Regions from separate parts of the Ovis aries genome. Here region 2 is linked to region 1. Evidence: chromatin contacts called from public Hi-C data. All regions are on one chromosome and are shown on one strand. Each heading gives the region's core, a stretch centred on a gene start, on an enhancer-like site or on the middle of the called end of the contact. The rest is flanking DNA. Distances are from core to core; before and after follow the strand shown.

What was found. Hi-C and Micro-C count contacts between places; a contact is called where the count stands out from the background.
Region 2: a contact with region 1 is called in a Hi-C map of muscle, with 2.9 times the contacts expected there. The contact joins the promoter of CABLES2 here to the promoter of MRGBP in region 1. A contact is called at or near these places in 4 of 16 Hi-C or Micro-C datasets (blood, hypothalamus, muscle and 1 more).

What each region holds. Positions count from the first base shown.
Region 1 is chr13:54,282,422-54,286,619 of ARS-UI_Ramb_v3.0, forward strand. It overlaps MRGBP (MRG domain binding protein), which reads right to left and starts at 2,086. Exons shown (of 5, transcript XM_027976970.3): 1 at 1,785-2,086; 2 at 1,170-1,291. The coding sequence starts at 1,932.
Region 2 is chr13:54,550,293-54,554,490 of ARS-UI_Ramb_v3.0, forward strand. CABLES2 (Cdk5 and Abl enzyme substrate 2) reads left to right here and starts at 2,367. Exons shown (of 10, transcript XM_027976972.2): 1 at 2,367-2,764. The coding sequence starts at 2,376. RBBP8NL (RBBP8 N-terminal like) reads left to right here. Exons shown (of 14, transcript XM_042229901.1): 14 at 174-799. The coding sequence ends at 193.

The DNA.
Region 1 (4,198 bases), core at 836-3,335:
GAACTGAGGAAGGAAGGGCCACCTGTCCTGGACTGAGAGCCTCCCTGGTGGCCCCCACAGCAGAGTATCACCGTACCCTGTACGGGGCATCACTGCCTCAGCACCCTCTGAGCCAGCGTCTGCACTTGAGAGCCATCTGTCCTGTCTACCGCACCAAAGGCCCCTCAGGACAGGGGCCCTCCCATACTTGTCTCTGTGTCCAGCTTTGGGCCCCAGCCTGGAGTGGAGATGCAGGAAGCGTCTGGGGGCCAGGTGACACCCCAACATGACAAGCATGGGGGGTCCTGCCAAGCTGCTGAACACTGGAATTCTGGGGGAGTGGTGCCCCAACGGGTGGGCACAGCCCTTCGGGCGGCCTGCTTCAGTTCAACAGCTTGACCTCGAGTTCCTGGGTGCTAACTGCAGGCTCGGGGTCAGAGCAGTACTGTCATTTCTCTTCCTTCTCTGCCTTGGGACAAGGAGATGCAAACGACTTTCCCAAGGCCAACAGGGAACTTGTGGTGGTGAGGGTTAAGGACACAAGAGGGTCTGAGCTTCACTTAGAAGCTCAGGGTGGGAGGGAGGGAGGAGGGAGGGGCACAGGGTGGGGTGCGGGTGCAGCCCCGAGTCCTGACGCCTGCTGCCACAGGGCCCTGACTCCTGCTGTTCCTCTGCAGGGAACACCCACCTGTCTTTTCTGCTGTCCTGGTTACCAAGTTGACCTGCTCTCCCTCAGACCCAGCATCTGGGGGTTCCCTGAGGGTGGTCTTCCCTGAGGGTTGGCCTAGTTCTCACAGAAACCACCATGTTCATCTCAATGTGACTCAGACCCGGTCACCTCCCTGCTTATAGCACTCGGGAGTTTTCCACAGGACTGACAACCTAAGAGCCCCCTCCCACACAGGCCTCAGCTCCCTAGTTATCTCCTGGAAAGATCTTAACTGAACCTCGACTCCCCCCCAAAATCTAAGGTAGATTCAGTGCAATAACTAGCTACTGTCACCAAGCTTGTGTTTTCATAAAACTACCCAGAGCTATCTTGTTTAACAACTGGTCACCTGTGGGACATCCTGGATGTCAAGGTAGGACGTGGTTGGTGGTGGGGGGTGGGGGGGGTGGGGACAAAGGCAGGGTAGGCGGTGTGGAGGGGGCTCCCTGCCAGCAGCTCTGTCTGCGGGGGTCCAGCTCACCAGTGCCTGCATGTCATACATGGTGCTCAGGTGGTCCCAGATGACCTTGGATGGGACCTGCCGACCGATGTTCTGGCTGAACTTGTCTCGGATACAGATCATGTGGAAGTGCCGGTTCACCCCTGCAGAAGGAAGGGGTCGGCTTGTGGGGGAGGGGTAGGCCAGCTGGTAGGGTAGCGAAGAGGTAGGGGGCAAGGGGGAGAGAGCGGGCAGTGGTTGCAAGGGTGTAGGGAGGCAAAGGTGGAGGGTGGAAGAGGTAGGAGGTGCAGCGGAGAGAGGTGGGAGAGGAAAAGGCAGGGGTGTGCAGCGGAGGTGTAACGAGGGCACAGGGGTGGGGGTGCACGTGAGGGCTGGAGTCAGCCGGGATGGGTGGCTGGGCACAGGAAGGGGGCAGAGTCGGGTGGGGGTAGGGTATAGAAGGGGGCAGCGTGGGCAGGAGTGGGGGACTGCTGGAGGAAGCATGGATGGGGTGCGCAGGTGGGGGCAGGGTGCGCAGGTGAGGGCACGGTCGGCGGGGTGCAAGCGCAGGAGGCCCCGCCCAGCGCGCGTCCCCGACCGTTGCCGGCCGCCCCGCCCCCACGCGGGTGGGCCGCCCCGGCGCGGCGCTCTGCTCACCGACGGGCTTGTGGCCCAGCATGGCGTGGAAGAGGCACACCTCCACCTCGGGGCTCCACACCACCGTCTCCTCGGCCGGGCTGGTGGCAGCCTCCCCAGGGCCCTTGTCGCCGGCCGCGCCGCCGCCGCCCACCTCGGCCTCCCCCATGGCCCCGCCGCCCAGCGACGAGCCCCGGGCGGGAGCGGGCACGGCCACGAGCTCCGCGCAGGCGCACTCGCGGCGTGGGCGCGCGCTCGACGGGCTCGCTCTCGGACTCTCCCGCGGCGCAGGCGCAGGCGCAGCTGAGCGCTGGGTCGCCGCGCCCCCAGGCGGCACGGTCTCGCGGCGCAGCGCCGGCAGAGCAGGCGGATCAGGCGAAGGAGTGGGTTTGCGTAGATGGATGGAAATGCCCTAAATTAGATTGTGCCCGTAGCTGCACAGCTCGGGGTAAACCCCGCTGAACTCTGCGCTTACGATGGCGGGATTGCAAGCTGCACCTCAGTAAGAAGCAAAGAAGAAAAAGAACAGGCGACCTACAGTTCCTGCGAGTGGGGGCTCCAAGGGCTTCCACTGCCTCCAGCTGACCCTTGGCCTGAGCGCTGCACAGAGAGGCTCCTGCACACCGGGGCAGGGACGTCGGGGTACAGCCTTCCCGCCTGGGGCCTCCAGGGTGACCAGCATTGGGCCCTGGGGGTTAACCCTGGTCGGGAGGGGCGGGGCCAATGGGGCGGCCGGCCTGGGCAGTCAGGTGACAAGCTCAAAGCTGCGCCCAATCAAGACCGCCGGCTCCTCCCCGCCCCGCCCCGCCCCATCCCCGCCCCCGAGGGCTTCTCCCCGGCCCTTCTCCGTCAGGCCACGCCCACGCGGTGCTCCGGGCGGTTACCCAAGGCGAGGAGCGCTCTTGCTCTTCGTCTCCCCCTGGGTGTAGACATAGGGTCGGCCTTCCGGGTCCCTTTCTGGCTCTGCGGCTTGCCAGCCGTGTGAGCCAGGCAAAACGCTGAGCCTCTCCAGGCCGCAGGTGTCCTCCTTGCAGTGCAACTAACGGCGGCGCCTTATCCTGGGGTGCCCTGGGCACACGCTCGCGCTTCTTAGCCGGCATTCGGAACCGCTCTGGCCAGCCTCACCCCCGGAACAGTGGGGACTCAGTCTTGTCCTCCCTTGTGTGAAGAGCGCTGCTGGTGATGCCAGTCCCCACAGAGTGGGGACATGTGGCCCAGGGAGGATTTCAGTGACCCAGTGCCACCGGCTGTCCTGGAGCCACGATGTGGAGGGACATTGTGACTTTGCTGGGCCTGTGCTTCTTTCCTCTCTCTGACCCACAAGTGGGGCTCCCCTCAGGGCTTGCTGTGAGGTGGAATGGAGCACAGCCCAAAGCCACTTCACTCGGGCTCTGTCACACAGAAAGCACTAACAGACAGTGGCCCTCATCATTAATCTCCCTACACTTCCCAGACACTTCAGGGTCCCTGCTCCTCCACCAGGTCCACCTTCTGCTCATTCTATCCCCACCCAATTCCTGCCTTCTTCAATCTGGAGAGCCTCCTCCTCTAGGAAGCTACCCCTGATGCCCACAAGACAGCCTCAGCCCATCTGTGCCTCTCATGCAATCTCTTCCTCCTGCCTGGGGTCACCTGGGTGCTGGGCTGTGTTTTCGTTCTCTCTGGTGGCCACTGTAGCTGAGCTGTGTTCAGCCAGCAGCTGTGGTCCACAGACACCCGGTTCCTTTCATTCCAGGCAGATCCTAGAATGTGTATCTTCAGTCAGACTCGATGCAGAAAGACAGGTTGGATGATCTGGGCAAAAGGAAACTGCCTTCTCCACATCTTTCTTACATGAAGCCTCCTGGGTACTGCCCATTTGTCTGCTTCACCAGGTTTGTGTGGGACTGTCTCTACCCATGAGTATTAAGCCGACCTCTGTGCCCAGTGTCAGGGTGGAGCTAAATGCCATGCTCAGCTGCCAGGACTTTGCCTAATCCCAGTGATTTGGCTCATTTCTTTGTGTCCCACAGACATGAGTACAACTGGAGCCAGACTGAGGCCGGATTCAGGAATCTGAACACTGTGCCTGCACCTTTAGCCTCTGGGTTGTGATGAATCAGATGTCGGGCTTCAGATTACTGCATTGGTGATCCAGTGTGGGACACTGGGCCACCTGGAACTTATTTAGAATGTGTTGCTGCTGCTAAGTCACTTCAGTCATGTCCGACTCTGTGCGACCCCATAGACGGCAGCCCACCAGGCTCCCCCGTCCCTGGGATTCTCCAGGCAAGAACACTGGAGTGGGTTGCCATTTCGTTCTCCAATGCATGAAAATGAAAAGTGAAAGTGAAGTCGCTCAGTCGTGTCTGACCCTTAGCGACCCCATGGACTGCAGCCTACCAGGCTCCTCTGTCCATGGGATTTTCCAGGCAAGAGTACTGGAGTGGGGTGCC
Region 2 (4,198 bases), core at 1,117-3,616, 270 kb after region 1:
GCCACCCTGTCCAGCATCCGCTGCCATCAGGAACAGGTCGACTCCCAGTGTGGGCTCCTGTGTTCCCAGAAACTGCCCACGAGGCCCTGGGCAAAAGCCCAGTGTCCCTGTAAGAGAGGACACGCAAGGTTACTACCGTGCCTCCTAGCTTAACTTTGGTCCACTTCCCACAGCCTCCAAGAAGCCGACCTGAGGAAGGAGGAACCAGGGAACCAGGAGTCCCTCACCCAGCACCAGCACCTGGGAAAAGACCAGGGCATCCCAGCCTGCCCAGTCATGCACCCCACCCGACTGATTGCCCGCAGCCAGGACAACCCCTACCACCAGCCAAGCAGACAGCCCCGGGAGCGGGGTAGTGGACTGGGTCCTGCCACATCCATGGGGGTGTGAAGGCCAAGATGATTGGTCTTTTGAACCCCTCCATCTTGGAAACGATCTTACCCACCGCTCTCACCCCAGCATCTGCTCCGTTGTGGGGAGCAGGGTCCTGGGAGACCGGGATGGCTCAAGCTCCAGCCGAGCCCCGCCCCCAGCTCTGCTGTGCATGGGCAGGCCCTCCTGGGCAGTGCCCCTCCTCCCACCAACCCAGACTCCACTAGTACCCTGGACCCAGGGGCTGCATGCCTCGCTACCCATTCCAGACGGGGTGTCGAGCTCCAAGCAGTGGTCTCGGGCGCCCCCTTGCGGGGTCCTACAAGTGTGCTGCCCGGTGAGGGCTAGGAAGGCCGGCAGGCGGCAGTGCAGCGCCTCTGCAGAGACGGGGTCCCAGGACATGGGGAGAATAAAGTGTAAAGAAGGATGGCGTGTGCAGCTGGCAGGACTGGGGTTCAGCCGGGCCTCCACCTTCCCCGGGTGGGTGACTTGTGAGTGTCCAGGGATGGGGAGTCTGAAGGGTAGGATCCAAACCAGCTCTGTGTGCTGAGCCTGTGGGGAGGGCTGTGGGAACAGAATGTGCGCCAGACGCCACGTAGACCCCCTCCTCATTGACACCTCCGTGTCCCTGGCCCCACACCCGCCACTGAACCGTCATCACTCTGCACAACCACAGGGCAGCTCACCCAGGACACTGCCCCGCACAGAACCAGGAAGACCGTGTTCTGCCCGCCGCCCCGCTATCTCTGCAGCAACCTCAAAGCTTAACATGGTGCCAGCTGGCAGAAGAGAGACCACCCCAGAGCCCAGCCCCATTATCCAGCAGCAGACAGCATGGTTTTGGAGCTGAGGGCCAACAACCAGATGACAGCCATCCCCCTTTATCTTCCTCATCTGACATCAGTGTAACTATTGGCCACCAGCTTGTGGGTCCTGCCCCCTCCACCTGCCAGGGCCCTCCTACTAGAACAGCAGGCCAGAGGGCCCTAATCCAACAATGTTGACCCCGGCTTCTCCTCGCTAACAGAGCAATTTGTGTGCCATGTGTGGCACATTGCGTGGGGAGCATTCACAGAGCTGTGTGGCAGATTTCACGGCTAGTGCCCAGTCTCCAGCCTCCAGCATGGCGACGTTCCCTGGCTGAGCCGCTCAGCCCTGACAATACCCTGAGGTCACAGTCGCTGTCCCCAGCTGAAGGATGAGTAAACCTACAGGCGGAAAGCTGGACAGAGCGGGCCAGTGCCGTACAGGTGGCCATACGACCCTGGCCTGCGAGACACAGGTGGGCTCCTGAGCATGAAGCCACTGGCTCTGGAGTCTGGGCCGGGAACAGAAGGCCTGGTACCCCGCAGATTCAAGGTCACTTTGCTGCTGAGGGACAGAAGTGCAGGACTCTGCCTGGGGCTGAAGCTCCAGCACACCCTGCCTGCCACCCCAGGCAGGTGCCTTCTCCCCTTGGGCCTGCGGTCTTCAGTCGCTGGAGACCAGGTGGCATTGACAGTCATTCTTGGAGCTCCTCGAGGGGCCGCCCTGACCTCTGATGGCGGGTGCCACAGCTCCAGTCCTGCACCTCAGCCCCACCCCCCACCCCCCACCCCCGCGCAAAGACACACACCCTGAGGGGGGATGTGGAGCCTAAAGACAGGCTCCACGGAGGCTGACAACGAACGCCGCAGCCCAGCAAAAGGAATAGGGCACTGGAGTCCTGGGGCCGCGACTTCTGAGCCGGGGACTCGAACCCACGGCAACACCACCACTCGCCCCGAGTCAGGCCTCGCGGGCTCAGCCGCAGGCCGACTCGCGGCTCCTAGATTCCCCAGGGCAGCATGAGATCCGACTCTAGGACCCAGGGGAGCGCCCCGCCCCCGGCGCCGCGCTGGCCAATGGGCTGGCGCGATGGCGATATATTTGCATGGGGGTGCGCCCCGGCCAATCGGTCGCGGGCCCGGGCGCGTGCGCGAGCTGGCGGGCGGCGGCCGGCGGGCGGCGGGCTCAGTCGGAGGATGGCCGCAGCCGCGGCGGGTGGAGCGCCGGGCACGTCCCCCGGCCCCGCCGCCAGGGCAGCGCCACAGGCGCTGCGGAGGCGCGGGGACTCACGGCGCCGCCAGGCCGCGCTCTTCTTCCTCAACAACATCTCCCTGGACGGGCGGCCCCCGAGCCTGGGTCCCGGGGGAGAGAAGCCCCCGCCGCCGCCGCCACCGCCCACCGAGACCCGCGAGCCTCCGGCGCCGCCGCCGCCTCCGCCTCCGCCGCCGCCCGCGCCCCCCGCCGGCCTGCCCCTGCCCGGGCCCGGAGGCAGGACCTCAGCGCCCCAGGGCCTGCTCAGCCCTGCTCCCGCGCCCACCGGCTTGGGCCTCGGCCTCGGCCTGGGCCTGGACGGGCAGCGCCAAAGGTGAGTGCGGCCCGGGTCACCTGGAGCCTGGGGGCGGCGGAGTGGCCCGAGGCTGGGTCAGCGCGGGGGTCGGGGTCACCTGGCAGTCACCCAGGGTTCAGAGTTGGGGTAACTGGGCTCCAGGTGAGTGGAGTGGCCCTGGCTGGGTGGGCGTAGGGTTGGAGTGACCTGGGGCCATCAGCACAGTGGACAGGGTGGCGAGGTGGCCGTGGGCTGGCTCAGTTCATTACATGGGGCGGAGGTGACCTACGGAAAACCAGGATCAGCCCATGACACAGGGCTGAGTGACCTATCAGCATAGGACTTGGAGATCAGGAGGTGACCCTGATCCCCTGGGAGCCCCAGACATGTTGGGGTGTCCCGGGCCCTGTCAGTGAGGGACAGAGACTTAGGGTGTCCTGGGTCTTGCCAGCCCCGGAAGAGAGTCTTGCCTGGGCCCCTCCCCAGCCTAAGGTGTCAGAGTCAAGGGTCTTCTGGGATCTGTCAACCCCCTGGACAACCCCCTGTATGTTAGGGTTTCCTTGGGCCTTGTTGATTCCCAGACTTAAGGGTCATGGTCCCGTTAATCCTGCCATCCCTGAATATGAGGTCAGGGTCTTCTCGATCTTGTCAGACCCTGAACACAGGTCAGGGTTCCCTCAACCCTTGTCAGCCCTCAGAAACGGAGCTCTGTCTGCTCCAGACACACACACCCCTCCCCAGCCCATTTTATCAGTTCACTGGACACAGGGACTCGTAAACGTCCACCATACATTCCCCTTCATTCTCTGAAGTGGGGCAATCCCCATGAGCCAGGGATCTTCCCTGCACTGTGACCTTTCCCCAGAGTCTCCCATACCGGGCCAGACTCCCAGCCCACAGCTGCTGGTCCCTGGAGCCCCCCATCACCGTCTCCTCTTTTATCCTCTCTGAGCTCAGTGACCCTGGGCCCATCACATCCCAGGTCGCAGGCACTTTCCCTGCCCCTCACCCATCTCAGAGCCTCCCTGACCCTGAGCCCTGCCCCTGTAGTCTGTGCCCCTTGCCCACATGCTCTGGGTGCTGGACACCCCACTTCCTTCCCCCAGAGACCCTTTTGCGGGCCCTGGAGGTATGCAGAGTCCCGAAGCTGGTGCTGCACGTGGGTGGGCCGAGACCTTGAACTCACCGCAGTCCCCTGGAGTCCAGAGGCTCTTCTTACCTGGAGGTCATGACGGCTGCACTGGCTGTCGCTGCCTCGCCGCCCTGGTCCTCAGGCAGTTCCAGGTGATGGGTTCTTCTGAGGGACTGCGGTTGGGAGGTGGAGGCCCAGGGTATGGTGCTTGTGGCTAGATTTCTTGACTCTACATTCGGAGTCCTTCTGAGTGGCCCTGAGGCCACCGTCACACTATGTAGGTAGACTTCAGCAAGAGCTGCATCTGCACAGGCTAAGAAGCCTGATCCTGTCTGCAGACG